3 separate regions of the Mus musculus genome follow, and regions 1 and 2 are each linked to region 3. Evidence: chromatin contacts called from public HiChIP or PLAC-seq and promoter capture Hi-C data. All regions are on one chromosome and are shown on one strand. Each heading gives the region's core, a stretch centred on a gene start, on an enhancer-like site or on the middle of the called end of the contact. The rest is flanking DNA. Distances are from core to core; before and after follow the strand shown.

Evidence for each region. HiChIP or PLAC-seq counts read pairs in DNA pulled down with a chosen protein or histone mark. Capture Hi-C pulls out chosen DNA fragments and counts their contacts.
Region 1: a promoter capture Hi-C map of pancreatic islet shows a contact between it and region 3. The contact joins two enhancer-like sites. A contact is called at or near these places in 4 of 484 Hi-C or Micro-C datasets (embryonic stem cells, liver and nephron progenitors), 2 of 115 datasets of contacts at active chromatin or transcription factors (both in embryonic stem cells) and 4 of 9 other capture datasets (adipose tissue, embryonic stem cells, liver and 1 more).
Region 2: an H3K27ac HiChIP or PLAC-seq map of embryonic stem cells shows a contact between it and region 3, with 15 read pairs. The contact joins two enhancer-like sites. A contact is called at or near these places in 1 of 115 datasets of contacts at active chromatin or transcription factors (embryonic stem cells) and 3 of 9 other capture datasets (adipose tissue, liver and pancreatic islet).

What each region holds. Positions count from the first base shown.
Region 1 is chr3:41,513,045-41,516,586 of GRCm38.p6, forward strand. The region is part of intron 4 of 2400006E01Rik (RIKEN cDNA 2400006E01 gene); the gene reads right to left. Among named protein-coding and RNA genes, the nearest start is that of 2400006E01Rik, 14 kb to the right of the region's middle. Within about 2 kb of position 2,052, at least 31 of the 459 cell types and tissues checked have an H3K27ac peak or open chromatin away from gene starts, as enhancers often do. A contact at or near this core is called in liver and pancreatic islet, where this site is marked.
Region 2 is chr3:41,694,209-41,697,919 of GRCm38.p6, forward strand. All of the region lies in intron 9 of Sclt1 (sodium channel and clathrin linker 1), which reads right to left. Among named protein-coding and RNA genes, the nearest start is that of Sclt1, 46 kb to the right of the region's middle. Within about 2 kb of position 1,638, at least 6 of the 459 cell types and tissues checked have an H3K27ac peak or open chromatin away from gene starts, as enhancers often do. A contact at or near this core is called in embryonic stem cells, where this site is marked.
Region 3 is chr3:41,600,085-41,603,960 of GRCm38.p6, forward strand. Jade1 (jade family PHD finger 1) reads left to right here. Exons shown (of 11, transcript NM_001130184.1): 7 at 1-105; 8 at 1,283-1,399. Among named protein-coding and RNA genes, the nearest start is that of Jade1, 46 kb to the left of the region's middle. Within about 2 kb of position 1,502, at least 39 of the 459 cell types and tissues checked have an H3K27ac peak or open chromatin away from gene starts, as enhancers often do. A contact at or near this core is called in embryonic stem cells, liver and pancreatic islet, where this site is marked.

The DNA of each region.
Region 1 (3,542 bases), core at 802-3,301, 86 kb before region 3:
TACTAGCACAGCGTTGAGGTTTCCTGCAGGAGCCCAGGAGAAGACCCTGGAGTCCCCGTCACGATAAGCCCTGCTGAGCCTGTAGAGAAGACAGCTCTCCGCTGCTAGGAACAATAAATTGTCCAAAGCCTTTTAATGACTGGCGATGAATCTGCTGGGACAGGTGAGTGATTATCAGTTCTTATATGTCACATGTCACAATCCCATCCTCCATCATTAGACTTCCTGTATCCATTTCTGAGCAGAGGAAAAAACTGCTCGTGCATGCTTTCCCGGCATGCTTTGTGGCATGGGCTGTGAAGGAGTCAGCGGAGATCCCACCTCATGATTAAATAAATGGTCTTGAGTCCTCCAGGACGTAAGGGTGTCTGAGGCCCCTCTTCAGTGATGGAGGCTTTGCCCTGATATTATGAGTGACTTGGGGGTTTGTACCACAGCAGGCCACTACTATTAACTTACAGTGCAGACATGCCTATTTTTCTAATTCTATATCATGAGTATCCAGAATTTTTTTCTGTTTCATTTCATGAATTTTTTCCTTTTTTCCTGTTTTATTTGGGGGAGACGAGGCACTTGAGGAATAGAGAATTAAAGTTTAGCCATGTAACCAGATTGGTCCAAAATTCACCCTAACGTCATGGCCCTCCTACCTCAGCCTCCAGAGGATTACAGGTGTGGACCACTATATTCAGCTTTCTTTTTTTCCTTTTATATACCCATCAAATTTGAAAGCTTCATTAAAAAAAAAAAAACTTGGGCAATTTACATGATTCTGGTTTTTAAAAATGTAAGCCTACATAATAATTAGTCTTTTTCTCCTTTCTGTTCCTAAACAATTACTTCTTGATCCTGCAAACAAAGCAATGTTGCTGAGTTTCCTGTGATCTTCCTTCCGGCCATAGGTTACATACACACAGGAAAAAGTATACTCTCGGGGTCCCCTGCATCCCTACTTATACAAACGACAATTGATTTTGTATACTCTTGAGCTGATATTTTTTCAAGTACAAATAAATTATGAGCGCTTTGAAGACCTCCTCTGCCTTAGCTAGCTCCCCTTTCTAGCCCTCATGGCTCTCACCCTAATAGGCATTTACTTTGCACTTCTGTAAGCTAGCAACACATTCCATTCCCTAATTAGTGGTAAATCTTATACATGCTCATCCGCTCAGCACTATTTCAGTGTAAGCTTCTCAATGATGGGATACACACACTGAGCCACTCCCCGCCCCCTTTGATACAGGATCTAACATAGCAACGTGAATAATTATGAGTTTAATAAATGCCTTTTTATGACTCTAACTTCTGATTTTCTTGCCACCCACTTAGTATTTGGAAACCAGTTCTATCCACTTTTGCAATTCAATTACATTCTAGCTCGTTAACAGTCAGATAAATAACACGGGTTGGCCAGATTCTGAGAGAGGAACCACAGGTTTATTCCTTTATTAAGTCAGTATGTTAGGAAAAGAACCACAAAGTGGTTATACATCTGTCCGTTCTTTCTAATTGTATCTATGTGTTCAGTATAAGTCTAATCATATAGGCAGCTGGATTTCATTAAGAACTTGATAAATATGTCTAACATGTATACGAAGAAGATGTATGAATAGCTAATTTGACTTTTAAAAATAAGAGCAAAGGGATATTAATAAGTATGTGAAAACTTAATAATATGGGCCGGACAGATGGCTTTATTGGTTAAGAGCATTTGCTGCTCTTGCAGAGGATTTGAGTGTGATTCCAAAAACTCACATCAGGCCGTTCCTAACCACCTGCAGCCACAGTTCTAGGTCATCCAACATCTCCTTCTGGCTCCACAGGCGTCGGCACTCGCTCATGCATAGAGCGACACACAGACATTCACATATGCACACAGTTGAAAAAAATAAAAGTAAACCTTTAAATAGGGGGAAAAATATTTAGGAGTAAAGGCTGGGTTTGTCCACACAGGAACAAATCAAAAAATGAAACAGCCTAAAGCAGTCCGAATTCCTGTGTTAATATTTAGCCCCGAAGGTGGTGATACTGAGGTGCAAGGACTTCTGGGGTGTTTGGCAATTAGGGGAGGAACCTTCATGAGTCAGATCACAGCTGTTGAACAGGAAAGCAGGAGAAAGCCCTTCCGCCTTGGTCTCAAGTTCTCACAGTGAGAAAAATGATCCTTTGTGAGGACCGAGACTCAGCCTGCTTCTGCCCTGGATTTTTACCTTGCAATCTTAAGAAATAACCTTCTCTTACAGCTCGTTAGTCTTCATAGCAGCTGAGACCTAGCACGACACCCATTTCAGGAGGTCCCTGTTTGTTAAGTTTGTGGCTCCACAAAACAGTAAAGAAAAGAAAATGTAGCAAATGGTATTGGGGAAATAATACATTTAGGCCTCTGTCTAAACCTACACATCTGAATGGGAAAAGTACAATTATAAAATTTATAAAAGAAAATATAGGAGCCGGGCGTGGTGGCACATGCCTTTAATCCCAGCATTCGGGAGGCAAAAGCAGGATTTCTGAATTCAAGGCCAGCCTGGTCTACAAAGTGAGTTCCAGGACAGCCAGGGCTATTCAGAGAAACCCTGTCTCGAAAAACCAAAAACCAAAAAACAGAAAAAAAAAGAATATATATATGTATGTATATATATATCTTTGTGGCATAAAGAAAGAATGTGATTTTAAATATTAAAAGTTTTCAAATATGGGGCTGGGAATGTAGTTCAGTTCAGTTGGTAGAGTGCTTACCTATCACATTACCTGACAAAACAGGTATGGTGGCTCATGCCTGAAATGCCAGGACTCAGGAGGTGGGGGAGGGGGAGGGTCACAAGTTCAAAGGTCATCCTCAAATACACAGAAAGTTCTAGGCTAGCCTGGGATACAGGAGACTCTGTCCAGAGAAGGAAGGAAGGAAGGAAGGAAGGAAGGAAGGAAGGAAGGAAGGAAGGAAGGAAGGAAGGAAGGGAAGGAAGGAAGGAAAGGAGGGAGGGGGAAGGAGGGAGGTAAGGAGGAAGGGAGGAAGATTAGTTTCAAATGTGTTCAAAAGTAGGGAAAAGTGACCAGTGGACTTCCATGCAGTTATCACACGAATTTTTAAGTTCACAAAATTCTATTCCAAACGCCTTTTTTCCTCACCCACTAAATTTTTCCTTTTTTTTTTCTTTTAATTTTGACGTAATATTGCATCCTGTATCACAATATCTCTTAAAAATATGTACATACATTTTATATGAACATGATGCCACCATTATAACAGTAGAATATAAGAATAATTAATTAACTATGTTTAACAACTGAGCAAAAGTCATATGAACTCATAGAAACTGAAGCAGAATCACATGGCCTACCCGTGTCTGCACCTGGTGCTCTGTGCATATATTATAGTTTTCAGGTTAGCACTTTTATGGGACTCCTGAATGTGTGAATGACTGGGTCAATTATTGTTCCTGTTCTTGGGGATTTTTTATTTTTCTGTTAGCTTGGCTAGTCCAACACTGATATGGTGGTCTTTGTCTTTTCTTATTATAGTTTATTTTGTTGTGTTTTGCTGT
Region 2 (3,711 bases), core at 388-2,887, 94 kb after region 3:
AATCAAGAAATATGAAAAATCTGGAACACTAAGAATTCTGAAACAGTATCAGCACCAAGACAATGCAACATGTGGGAAAATTTACACCTGACCTCATGTGCTAGCTTGTAATAAAAATGTTTGCAAACTAAAAATATTATATTAAATTACTTTCTGGCTCTGAGTGTAAGACATATAAAATAAATTTTGCTTTTAGACTTGGTTCCATTTCTAAGCCAACAATTTGTGTGTATGTAAGTATGCCAAATTTTGAAAAAAAAAAGAAAAAGCCCAAAACAAACCAAACCAAACCCCCAAACCACTCAAGTCTGTAACTGCCCTGTCATATTGCTTAGTTTTCATTTTTCAGGATGTTGTGACCTTTGAAATGTTTTCTCCCAGGCTTTGTCCAATCATCTTTGGCTCTTATTTGTCAATCTTTTCTATTTTGGCTTATCTTATAAAATGTTGAGTAAGAAATATTTACCCCCAGCAAAACTTGAAATTACCAGAGATGGAGGATCCAAGGTATTCTAAGACAAAACCAAGTGTAAACAATATCTTTCTACTAATCCAGCCCTGGGATAACAGAAAGAAAGGTCCAACACAAGGAAAGAAACTACACCCAAGGAAAAGCAAGAAATTAATTTTTTCACAACCAACCCAAACGAAGAGAAGCACAAAAACATAATTTCACTTCTAACAACAAAATAACAAAAATAACAGGAACCAACAATCATTGGTCTCTAATATCTCTCAACTTCGATGGACTCAATTCATCAATAAAAAGGCATAGGTTAACAGACTGGATACCTAACCAGGATCCAAAATTTGGTTGCATACAGGAAACACACCTCAGTGGCAAAGACAATTATTACCTCACAATAAAAGACTGGGAAAAAATTTTCCAAGCAAATGGTCCCAAGAAACAAGCTAGAGTAGCCATTCTAATATTGAATAAAATCAACTTTCAACCAAAAATTATCAAAAAAGATAAAGAACACTACAAACTTATCAAAGAAAAAAATCCACCAAGATGAATTCTCAATTCTGAACATCTATGCCCCAAATGCTAGGGCATCCACATTTGTGAAAGAAACAATACTGAAGCTCAAAGCACCCATTGAACGTCACACAATAATAGTAGGATATTTCAACACCCCACTCTCACTAATGAACAGATCAAGTAAACACAAACTAAACAGACACAGTGAAACTAAAAGAAGTTATGAACCATATGGATTTAACAAATATCTACAGAACATTTCACCCTAAAACAAAAGAATATACCTTCTTCTCAGCACCTCATGGTACCTTCTCAAAAATCAACCATATACCCGGACACAAAACAAATGTCATAAGATACAAGAAGACCAAAATAATCTCATGCATTCTATTAGATTACCACGGACTAAGGCTGGTCTTCAATAGCAACAAAAACAACAGAAAGCCCACATACACATGGAAGCTGAAAAACACTCTACTCAATGATAACTTGGTCAGGGAAGAAATAAATAAAGAAATAAAAAACTTTTTGTGTAGCTTCCCCCAGCCTTGAGTAGTCTGGCTTTGACCTTGCTGCCACTGAGTATGAGACCACCTGGGGTGGAGCCTTCTGACTTAGATGGCTCTATTGTTTTGTCACTTGCTGCTGCTCTTCTCCAAGACACTGCTACCTGCTGAGAGGCCCTAGAGATATTCCAGAGACAGCACCTGGCAGATCACCTACAGGCTGACGACAGGCACCAAGAATGGATTGGTGGGGGATGGGCCTCCCCCTTTATAAACACACTCTTAGTAAACTTTGGGGCCTTGATCAGAAAAAATTGTCTTGGTCTCCATTATTTTTGTCACTGTTTCCTTCCATACAGCTCCAGCCTCCCACTCAGGAACCCAGTTAGTGTGGCTGCAGACGGCTACATTTTTGGAATTCAATGAAAATGAAGGCACAACATACTTAATCTTACCAGACACAATGAAAGCAGTGCTAAGAGAAAAACTCATAGCCCTGAGTGCCTCCATAAAGAAACTGAAGAGATCATAACTAGAAACTTAATAGCTCATCTGAAAGCTGTAGAACAAAAGAAGGAAATGCACCCAAGAGGAGTAGACAGCAGGAAATAATGAAACTCAGGACTGAAATCAACCAAGGAGAAACCAAGAGAACTATACAAAGAATCAACAAAACCAGGAGCTGGTTCTTTGAGAAAATCAGTAAGATAGACAAACCCTTAGCCAGACTAATCAGAGGGCACAGAGACAGTATCCAAATGAACAAAATCAGAAATGAAAAGGGACATATAACAACAGAAATTGAGGAAATCCAAAAAATAATCAGATCCTACTATAAAAGCCTATACTCAAAAAAAAAAAAAAAAAAAAAAAAAAAAACAACTGGAAAACCTGGAATGAAATGGATGATTTTCTAGACAGATACCAGGTACCAAAGTCAAATCAGGATCAAATAAACCATCTAAACAGTCTCATAACCCCCAAGGAAATAGAAACAGTCAGAAGTCTCCCAATCAAAAAGAGCCCAGGGCCAGATAGTTTTAGTGCAGAATTCTATCAGATCCTCAAAGAAGATCTAAACAAGTACTTCTCAAACTAATCCATAAACTAGAAATATAAGGAACACTACCCAATTCTATGAAGCTACAGTTACAGTGATACCTAAACCACAAAAAGACCCAATAAAGAAAAAGAACTGCAGACCAATCTCCCTTATAAATATCGATGCAAAAATGCTCAATAAAATTCTCAAACTGAATCCAAGAGCACATCAAAATGATCATCTACCATGATCAGGTAAGCTTCATCCCAGGAATGCAGGGATGAGTCAATGTACAGAAATTCATCAACGTAAACCACTATATAAACAAACTCAAAGACAAAAACCACATGATCATCTCGTAAGATGCTGAAAACACCTTTGCCAAAATACAACACCCCTTCATGTTAAAAGTATTAGAAAGATCAGGAATTCAAGGTTCATACCTAAATATAATAAAAGCAATATATAGCAAATCAATAGCCATCATCAAACTAAATAGAGAGAAACTCAAAGCAATCCCTCTAAAATCAGACAAGACAAGGCTGCCCACTCTCTCCTTACCTATTCAACACGATACTCCAAGTTCTAGCCAGAGCAATTAGACAACAAAAGGAGATAAAAGGGATACAAATTGGGAGGGAGGAAGTCAAGATTTCACTATTTGCAGATGATATGATAGTATACATAAGCAACCCCCAAAATTCTAGAGAGCTCCTACAGCTTATAAACAACCTAAGCAAAGTGGCTGGATATAAAATTAACTCAAACAAATCAGTAGTCTTCCTCTACTCAAAGGATAAAAAGGCTGAGAAAGAAATTAGGAAAACATCAACCTTTCCAATACGCACAAATAATATAAAATATCTTGGTATGACTCTAACCAAATAAGTGAAAGATCTGTTGGATGAGAACTTCAAATTCATAAGGAAATCAAAGAAGACTTCAGAAGATAGAAAGATCTCCCATGCTCATGGATTGGTAGGATTAATATAGTAAAAAAGGCCATCTTACCAAAAGCAATCTACAGATGCAATGTAATCCTCATCAAAATTCCACCTCATTTCTTCATAGAGTTAGAAAGAGCAATTTGCCCAGTCATTTGGAATAACAAAAAACCCAGGACAAGTGAAAACTATTCTCAACAATTAAAGAGCTTGGGGAATCACCATCCCTGACCT
Region 3 (3,876 bases), core at 252-2,751:
GTTCAGCCAAAATGTTTGCTGTGTCCCAAGAAAGGCGGAGCTATGAAGCCGACCCGCAGCGGAACCAAGTGGGTCCACGTCAGCTGTGCCCTGTGGATCCCTGAGGTAAGCCTGCTTTCTGATAGCATCTTAATTGAGACAGTCCTGGTTTCCTGCTGGGGTTGGGTAGGTGGGAGTGAGTGACTCACAGGCAGCAGTAGAGCTGCTGGGTCCCCTCTGTCCCCAAGCTGATCCTGAGCAGAGCGGGTCTGTGGAGGGGCTTCCTGGAGGCAGCAGTGGCCTGGTGTCCACAAATAGCCCCACTTTTCCATTTCTGGAAACCCTCACGTAGATGACAGCACTCACAGGCCAGGCCTGGCACCTTCACGGCTCTGTCCTGAGGGTAGCCATGCTACTGTCCCTGCCAGTTTGTGTTTGCCAAACTCCGAGTGCAGTACCACAGTGCCCTAGGTCACACTTCTGTGAGCTTTATTTAAATTCTTCCTCGGCTTCCACCTTGTTAATTTCAGGTCTGCTCTAATTTATTTCCAGTCCCAGACCTTAACTAATTTAATTTGCATGGCTTGTGATGAGAATATCATTTGTCATTTAAATTCCAGTATTTTTGGTGTGTGATTTGCTGCATTTTTTTTCCCTCCAGAGGAAAATTGCCTGGGTATGATTTACATGGGAGTTTCACTGGATCTTTTGGTTTAATATTAACCAGTTTGCAGTTCATTATTCCATATTTATCTTGCTAGATTTTTACTTTTAATATAGTTATGTGTTCTGATGTAATACTATTAAATATAGTTTATCTCTTTGCTCATTCTATTATTTAAATATGTTTACAATGGGTTTTTAGTCCTTAAAAATTCTTGTCAATCTAAAGTCTTTTTTTAAAAAAGATTTTATTTATTTGATATATATGATGTACTGTAGCTGTCTTGAGACACACCAGTAGAGGGCATCAGATCCCATTACAGATGGTTGTGAGCCATCATGTGGTTACTGGGAATTGAACTCAGGACCTCTGGAAGAACAGCCAGTGCTCTTAACCTCTGAGCCATCTCTCCAGCCCCTAGCCTTGTTACGATAAGATAGATGTTTTTGCTATCAGATACTTGAAAGAAGTGAAAACTTGTAGAGAGGTCTATAAAGACTGGCAAGCTGGTATCAATGGGGGCTGATCTCTGGGCTCTGCTGCTGCTAGTCCAGAGCTGGGCCCTGGGGCTAGCCCTCAGGTCTGTGTTACGACTCTGATTATCCGTGTCATGCCCATCTGGCTATTTTGGATCTTTAGGTAAGCATTGGCAGCCCTGAGAAGATGGAGCCCATCACAAAAGTGTCTCACATTCCCAGCAGCCGGTGGGCGCTTGTGTGCAGCCTCTGCAATGAGAAATTCGGGGCCTCCATACAGGTAACAATGGCTCAGTAAGCGTAGCTTTGTTTTCCTCCTCTGTGTGCTAGGGAGCAGGGTGGGGGAGGAGGCTCTACACAGCATTCATTGGAGGGTTAGGAGGAGGAAGGTTATCTGGAAATCTGCCTGGGTTTGGAGGCAGTTCCAGTTTGTCTGGCCTAAGCCTAGTAGAGTCCTCTTCTTTTCATAAGCAGACATTCCTGGTAAGAACCGAGGCTTAGATACTCTTGACTGTGGCACTTGAGTTGTCTAGCCTTCCACTGTAGTCTCATTACCACAGACCAGTCTCACAGACCAGAAGTCCTCAGGGCTCCCTGCTGGGGATGCCTGTAGCTGAGGTAGGTGTTGGGCAGGCCTCTGCTTTTACACCGGGAGGGAGTCTGGAGCACACACACACTGCTGCCCTAGTGAACCAGCCAGCATGTAAAAGGCTGATTGATTGCATTTACATGGCCAGGTACAGGTAAGTACAGAAAGTCACGAGGTATGCAGAGTTAATGGGAAAATGGTATCTGTGTGTTGTCTGAAACTCTTGAGTAATTGATTTCTGGGGTTCATTCATTCATTGATATCTAGTCGGTTATGATTTGAGGCCTAGAACACTGTGTTGAAGGTTAATTTGGACTCCAGCAGGGACCCAAGTAGGCCTCAGATTCTTCAGTTTTTGGTTTGTCTGTTTGCTTTTGTTTGTTTGTTTGTTGTTGAAATCTGGTGGACAGAAACACTGTTTGGGCAGCTTCTTTCAATATAGAGAATACAACAGGTACAGGCATGACTTGACAAGTGTGGCCCTGGCTTTAAAACAGTTTCTTCATTTGGTGGAATATGCTATATTTTGGTTGAGCAATGATTCTTTGAGTAAGGTGCCCAAACCACTGACTGGTATTATATCCCCTCCCCTCCCCTCCCCCCTCCCCCTTTTTTTCCTCTTTATTTTGGTTTTTCACGACAGGGTTTCTCTGTAACTCTGGCTGTCTTTAAACTCATTTTGTAGACCAGGCTGGCCTTGAACTCAAGAGGTCGGCTCGCCTCTGCCTCACCAGTGCTGGGATTAAAGGTGGGCTCTTTTCACTTTCTTAACAAGCCTTGAGTGGTTTGACTTTTCACTGTTATGGTTTCTACTGCTGTTCAGGCATTAGTAAAAAATACCAGGGCAGGCACTGGGCAGCTGAGATTTGGCTTTGGGGATCTTAAAGATATGATTTTTGTTGTTGTTGTTGTTAGTAGAATCTGTTGAAAACTAAAATGAATTTGGGCAGAAGGAATCGAGGAGAGGTCAAAAAGGACTTGCGTGTCTGGCGTGTGTGGGAGGATGGCAGTTCCTGTGCCTGGGTTAGCTGCTCTGAGCACATCAACCCTGCTCCTTAGCTGATGTTTCGTGGGAGGCAAACTCGAGCCCTGTCTATTTTTCAAGGAGAGACACTCTTAAGGACATTTATGTTGCCACTGATCTCTGTCCCCAGAGCATTAATTTGAAGAAGGGGCCAAGGAAGGCAGATGACGTTTCATATCTTAACAAAATAAATAGATTGATTTTTATTAAAGAGAACTCCTCTCAGAAATGTCTGCAGCTGGGAAGACTAGTTTGTTTCTGTAACATCTGTTTGCTGAGTCAACCCGAATAGGAACACCCAGAGGAAGGCCGTTTGGCATCTTTTCAAAGTCCCGTATAAGTACTCTGCTGCAGCTCATTTCTCTTTAAGGTTCGAAGGCCTGGGTTAAGTGTAGTTTAAGGCAGACGCAGACTGCACCTCAGTCACCTGCTCCCGCTCTACTTCCCGCTCGGCTTCCTGCTGTGTGGAGAAACAGTGTGTCTTCATGAGAGTGGCCAGGTGTGTCTGCGTGTGTTCTGCCACCAGAGCTGATTGCTTTCACAGGCTTCTTGTAATTGAGGTTATTTATAAAGGTACAGATTAAGCATGGTGCATAGGCTTTCGGTGATTGGAATTGGCGGTGGTGAAGGGGCTGCGGTTGTACAGTAAAGGATTAGATTGTGGCTGGCACTGAAGTGCATCTTAAACGCTGAAGTGATGAGGGGGAAACCCAACTCCAGTCTCTACTCTGTGGTATGTGATGGCAGGGTCTGTTGAATGAGTTTAATTAAGCTTTTCAGCTGGCCTGGAGCACAAGCTCCTTGGTTGTCTGTGCAGCCTGGCATGCCCCAGGGATCCCTTGGCCTCACACAATACAGTTGCTTTTAAGGGACTGGCTTCAGCCTCCAAGAGGTACCTCTTTCTAGGGATTTGCTCAGTGAGATCAGACACGAGAAGTTAATCACTTTGCTCCTGCTGGCCAGAGGCTTGTATCTGGATCAAAGGCACTAAATTGTAGCCCTGTGCAGGCGGGGAGTGAGCAGGGTGTTCAGTGCATCTTGATGAGGCCTGGCCTCTGTGCTGACTTCCTTGGGGCCTAAAGGAAGGGAGCGTCTGCAGCAGGGAGACCTTTCTCCATCCTTCCTGAACTGGGCTCTTGTCTCT